Linked DNA regions of Rattus norvegicus: region 2 is linked to region 1. A link is a contact called in public Hi-C data. All regions are on one chromosome and are shown on one strand. Each heading gives the region's core, a stretch centred on a gene start, on an enhancer-like site or on the middle of the called end of the contact. The rest is flanking DNA. Distances are from core to core; before and after follow the strand shown. Region 1 holds the start of Brf1 (BRF1, RNA polymerase III transcription initiation factor subunit). Region 2 holds the start of Tedc1 (tubulin epsilon and delta complex 1).

Region 1 (2,936 bases), core at 232-2,731:
GTGCCATTTTGACTTTAAGATTTATTGTGTGTGTGATGTTGAAAGGTAAAGGATAACTTTGTAATTTGAGAGTAAATTCTCTCAGTCCACCTTTGCCTGAGTTCTTGGGATCGAGCTCAAGACAGTCAGATTTGTCTGGCATGGGCATTTACTTGCCAAGCAATCTCGCTAACCCTTCCTTTTCTATGTTTTGAGGAGATCTCTTCCAAGTTCTGTGTTTGTTTGTTTGTGATAGGGTTATCCCTGTGTTTACAGAGCCCTGGCTGCCCTTTGTAGGTTAGGCTGGCCTCAAACTCACAGAGATCCACCTGCTCCTGCCTCTTGAGCGTTGGGACGAAAGCTGTGCACCAACACAATTGGCTTTTTCCAAGTTTGTTTTGTTTTTTTTTTTAAGCATGTTGATATTTCACTTGGAATTACACTGGTTTTGCAAGCTGATCAGAATTATGCGTATTTACAATGCTTCCTCTTACTCGAGAAAGGATGCTTTCTAATTCAGTTTGAGCTCCTGTGGCATCCTGCAGTCTAATTTTGGAGTTTCTTACCTGCAGTAGTACGCAAGATTTGCTAAACTTCGCAAGGACTGACGGGTATGGCTAAGAATGAGAGCCGCGCCTGCAGATGCAGGGGGTTCTGTGTATGCTCCACTTTACCCAGAGCTCTCCACCATGAAATAGGGAGTCCTGCTGAGAATCCAGCGTTGAGGGGGACCAAGTGTTCATCCTGGGCGGAGGGCACGCGGAGGGCTGCAGCGGAATCTGGAAGAATATCCCAGGTCCCTCTCAAACCTCGGCCAGGCGGGCAGTCCTTGATCCTACCCCAGGCGTGCTTTCTCCCCAGGTTCCTCCCACTACGTCCAGCCTCGAGGCCTCTACCAAAGCCTATTGTGCCAATCAATGCAGGCTTCACGGTAACCCTGGGCCCGGCCTTGGTCGCACTCAAGTTACCGCCCACAAGCACATCCCACTACTTTTGTTTCCAGATTCCTCTCACAGACAATCGGCTCTCCTTATGCTCTGCGCACGGCTTGTTTCTCCGCCTCGGCCCCGCCTCCAGGCTCCTCCCATACCTCTTGGGACTCTTCCCCGGCTCCGCCCATCGGCCAAGCCCTGCCCCTCCCCAGGCTCCTCCCACGGCCCCGGTCTCTTCCCAGGCTCCTCCCACGGCTCTGGTCCGGTCCCGGGCAGCGCTCCTTGCCTCGCCCCGCCCTTCTCGCCCGCCCGCAAGCCCCGCCCCGTTCCTTGGCTTGTGGCCCGCGAGGCCTACGGGCTCCTGGTTTGGAGCTTCGCTTCCGGCCGCCCGGAAGGTCGGCGGTTCGGTCCCAGCGTCCCAGTGATTCTGGAGTTCCTTTATTGGTCCCGCGGGCGCGGCCGTTGGAGGCGGCGCGGCCCGCACGCGCGTGGCGAATCTGCCGCTACGAATCGGCGGGCGTGGCGCCGGCGGCCTCGCGAGAGTGCGGCACAGACGGAGGCGGTGCGACGGGCCTTGCGGGCTGAGGGCCGCGGGCGGAGAGCGGGTTGGTGAGCGGCAGGGGGCCGGTGGGGCCCCGCGGCTCCAACATGACGGGCCGCGTCTGCCGCGGTTGCGGCGGCACGGACATCGAGTTGGATGCGGCGCGCGGCGACGCGGTGTGCACGGGCTGCGGTTCGGTGCTCGAGGACAACATCATCGTGTCCGAGGTGCAGTTCGTGGAGAACAGCGGCGGCGGCTCGTCGGCAGTCGGCCAGTTCGTGTCGCTGGACGGTGTGTTCTGCAGCTCGGGGGAGGGGGACGGGCAGGTCTGAGTGTGCAAGATGGGTAGGAAGTCGAAGCTAGCGGGGAAACGGAAGCAGATCGCCCTGCGACGGACCGTGGGTAGTCGGACAGGGAAACTGAGGCAGGGCCCGGCCGCGAATTTGCAGCCAGGTCCCCTCCGTGTCCTGTACGCTGACATGAGCTTCGCGATCCGCCGGGTCCAAGCGTCGCGGTCTGGTCCAACGGAGGTTCGTCCGGCTGGCCTGAAATCTGGCAGGCACAGCTTTCAAGCTCGCGCCTGATGCAGGTTCCGTTTATCCGGTTGGTCACTCTGACAGGTGTCATTTGCCCTAAGGGCTAGAAGAAGGGTTTGTTTCCTAACGGTTGAGTGTCGAGTCTTTAGTGAGTTATACTTCCAAGTCTTTCTTTGTATATATGATTCACGAAACAAAAGTTACTCATTTGAGCGAAGGTTTTACATTTTGAAGCATTCTCCAGTTTGGCGCCTGTTTCTTTTGTCAGTAATGTAAAATGTCTTCGTTTGAATTACCACATTTGTCTTCTAAAAGTTAACGTTTACCCTTTTATGTAGTTTTGTTTTTATTTTCTGAGTAATGGAGATCTAACCCAGGGGACTCTGGCACACTAAAGAGTTCCCAAATCCGTATGCCGTTGGAAGCCTAGTCCTTCCGTATTTTGAGTTAAGCCTGTGGGAAGTGCGATGTGCAGATTTAGGCTCCTTTCTTGCCCGTGGAGGTACCATTTTCCCCACACAATTTGCTGAAAGGATTCTTTTTTCTTTCTTTTCTTTCTTTCTTTCTTTTTTTTTTTTTTTTTTGGCGTGGAGTTACCATTGTTCCTCAGCAGAGATCCTTGTGTGCCCCGCCCCCTTTGCGAGTCTGCTCCCTGGTTCTGTCTTGCATTCATCCTTACCTTTTGTTTACATTTAATGTTTCGAGATGAGACTTGTGAGCCAACCAGCCTTTGCCTTCCTTTTTAGAATTGTCTGTAATCTCTTTCCCTTGGGTTGTAGAGTAACTGCATTTGCATATTTGTATTGTGTGTGTGGCTCTGGAGCAGGTTTTCCTCACACTGAGCAAGTGCTCTCTCTGCCAGTGAGCTAAATGCCTGGCTTTTTACATTTTAATTTGAGTTAGGGTTTTTGACAAGTTGTCCAGGCTGACTTTGAACTTAGTAACCCA
Region 2 (2,936 bases), core at 119-2,618, 160 kb before region 1:
CAGAGAAAGGCAGCCCGGGGCACAGAGTGAAGAACCATGTGCCTGTATTACCTTCCTGTATTACCTTACTGAGGAGGGTACACTGCTCCCGCTGACTCAAGATCAGGCACCTCCACCTGAAGCGCAACTTTCCCATCAGCCATTCCACCAGGCGGAGATCCACAGGGCTCTTTGTAGCCACAAGGCATGCAAGGGGTCCAGGACTGGTCAGGGCCTCACAGTAAAGAGGGAACAGTAGTCAGCCCTGCTATACATCCCGTATCTTAAGATCTTAAGGACAGGGAAATTGTACTACTAACATAGGATCAAGCCTCTACATCCTTAGAGGCAAATATACCATGTGACCTGGGGGCACAGAGAAACCCACGGTTTCTAGGCAAAGCAGGGCTCAGACACCCTCATTACATACTCACCTCACACTGGGGCAACTGGTCACCCACCTGCACACGGGTCTGGGCAAGCAGCTGCTCAAGCAAGGGTCCTTGGGCCAGGAGCCAGGACAGGGCCAGCAGCAGTTCCCGGCTTCCCTGAGAACTGCCGTCGGGAAATTGTAGCAGCACAGACCTGGGGTAGCCTCGGGAGCCCAGTGCTGATTTCACCACACGGGCTTGGGCCTCTGGAGTGGGAAATCATCAGCTCAGGGGGTGCTAACCTGGAGGTTTCACCCTCTGGGGACCTGAGAGCACCCCCTAAGCTTAGAACCTGCTAAAAGTGGACAAAGGAGACAAGATCTGAGAGTCTGTGAGGAGGCAAGGTGCTAACTAACCAGCGGGCAGGATTTCTGTGAGTCTTTGGTTCAGGGTGTAGCCAGACTCTGAGTCTCACTGGAGTGATCAAAGCCACTACAACTCAGGTAAGCGTGGTAAAGACTAGTGGGAACCTATACTTAAGAAAGTGGGCTCAAGAGTAGGTGGAGCAGATGCCTGAGGGAAGCTGGTAGACAACAGTGGAGCTTTAATGGGGCGGGACTCCGTGGGTTAAGGCAAAACCACAAGAGCCTTGGGGAGCGGCTTTCTGAGAGGGCGGGACTTACCTGGGGCAAGGTCGGTCCAGGTATTGTTTGCAGCAAGCGGTGAGAGCACACGTAAGAGAAGTTGCCAGAGCACTGGAGCCTGAAGCAAACAGTTTGTAGTCAGCGGGTATCATGGTGTCACCTGCGTCGGCCCAAGACAACGCTTGCCCTGACCCCGACCGCCTATTCTGGTAGCCTCACCGCCTCTGGTCGATCAAACTTTGCGCGGCGGAAGATTTCGGGGCTGGGCCCAGCTGGTAGGGACCGACTCAGCGCTGCGACAGCTTCAGGCAGGGCCCTGGCAGCCCCTTCCACTCGGCTCCGCCGCCGCCCCATACAGCCAGCACCCAGCAGCCTCGGATCGCCCGCCCGGGACCGCGACCAATCACGGTTCCGGATGAGGCCCGCCTTCTCCGCTCAGGCCCAATGACCGGTGGCCCTGGCGTTTGAGTGCCTACCAGTCTATCCCGTAGGCAGGCACTTCCGGGGTCGGGGGTGGGAATTGGATTTGCTAATTTCTTTGGAACTCACCAATTAGCACCTCGACTTAGCAACCTCCTTAGCAACCACGGGCCCAGGCTGGGCCATGGGGAAGGCGCACATGCGCCCGAGCAATATGGCTCCACCCGGCCACGAAAGGAGTGTCTCTGCAAAGCCGCCCAAGAAGGAGCCCGCCGCCAGGGGTCGCCAGGCCCCCGCGAGAAGCAGCTGAGCCCTGCAAAGTGGGTGGGGAGTTCCGGGGGCCACGTCGCCAGAAATCTCTTCAGAAGCCATCCTCCCTTTCATGTACAGCCCCAGACTTGGTTGTCCCCATTTTTATTCTTCCTCCATCCACTAGAAGAGCAGTTTCTAAGGAAAATTCTCCACTTTTGAAAAGGGCACGGCCCTCTCTTTTAAGGTCGGACTTAGTTTTGTACTCAGCCCTACTGGATCAACCTTGGTAAGATGTGAGAATCCTGCAAGGATTCACAGCAGCTACATGGCAATGGCAGAATGAACCCAGAGTCCAACCTGATGCTCGGGGAAAGACGCTGACCACATGCAGTCGGTAATTATCCTCTGCAACCCGCATGAGCCTACTACGTGGCTAAAACCTTAGGTAGCGAGCCAGAGCAGCCTCTAATGGGAAGCCGGATATGAAAGACTACATTATGTGCGCCAGTGCGTGTGGAGGAGGGCCGGACAAAGGCCGGATGCTGCCTACGGTGATCCAGAGACGAGCCTGCGGTCGACGCATGGCAGCGGGGAATTGCTGGGGCGAGACTTGTACGCTCGAGCGGACACAAACTAAGCTTTGTGCACTCGATGTCACCACCAGAAATAGTTGGGACCGTGGACAGTACTGGGTGTACTCTACATCTTAATAAAGCCGGGAAAGAGGCAGGTGGAGAGGGAGAGGGTGCGGTGCGGAAGGGGAAAGTGAGTTGAGAGGGAGAGGCAGAGAGATCCTGAGGCACCTGCCGGCCTAACCGCTGCTACAGGATGGCCCCGCCCCCCGGAAGTACGGGGACTGTGGGCTCACCTTGCCTCTCCCTGTGTTTTGCTGCAGACCTCCCTCTGTTCATCAGGATACCCTCAGCTATCCTGCCTCGGGGTCTCCTCCTTCCTGGCCCCTTACAAAGCAGCTACGGCTGCTGGTCCCAAATGGCCACGTCCAGCTTGATACTACCTACTCTTTCTGTCCTCACGGCAGGGCCCTGCTTCTGCACACCTTAAACACTTCGAGAGACATGGATCTGGGTTTGAGAGGCTGGGATTATGAGGATGCCAGGGGACTCAAGGGTAGGAGACAACAGGGGAAAGTGAGCTTCTGCCCTTCTCCCATACAGCTCTTCCAGGTCCTCTGTAGGTCTGGTTGGACACTAAACATACCCACACCCCTCCCAGTAGGAAACTAATACCGAAGGTCGACCTCTTCTCCTCC

What was found. Hi-C and Micro-C count contacts between places; a contact is called where the count stands out from the background.
Region 2: a contact with region 1 is called in a Hi-C map of frontal cortex, with 2.2 times the contacts expected there. The contact joins the promoter of Tedc1 here to the promoter of Brf1 in region 1. A contact is called at or near these places in 5 of 12 Hi-C or Micro-C datasets (the A7r5 cell line, frontal cortex, kidney and 2 more).

Annotation. Positions count from the first base shown.
Region 1 is chr6:137,900,931-137,903,866 of GRCr8, reverse strand. It overlaps Brf1 (BRF1, RNA polymerase III transcription initiation factor subunit), which reads left to right and starts at 1,481. Exons shown (of 18, transcript NM_001399505.1): 1 at 1,481-1,743. The coding sequence starts at 1,560.
Region 2 is chr6:138,056,409-138,059,344 of GRCr8, reverse strand. It overlaps Tedc1 (tubulin epsilon and delta complex 1), which reads right to left and starts at 1,368. Exons shown (of 8, transcript NM_001399144.1): 1 at 1,214-1,368; 2 at 1,034-1,112; 3 at 414-616; 4 at 65-214. The coding sequence starts at 1,348.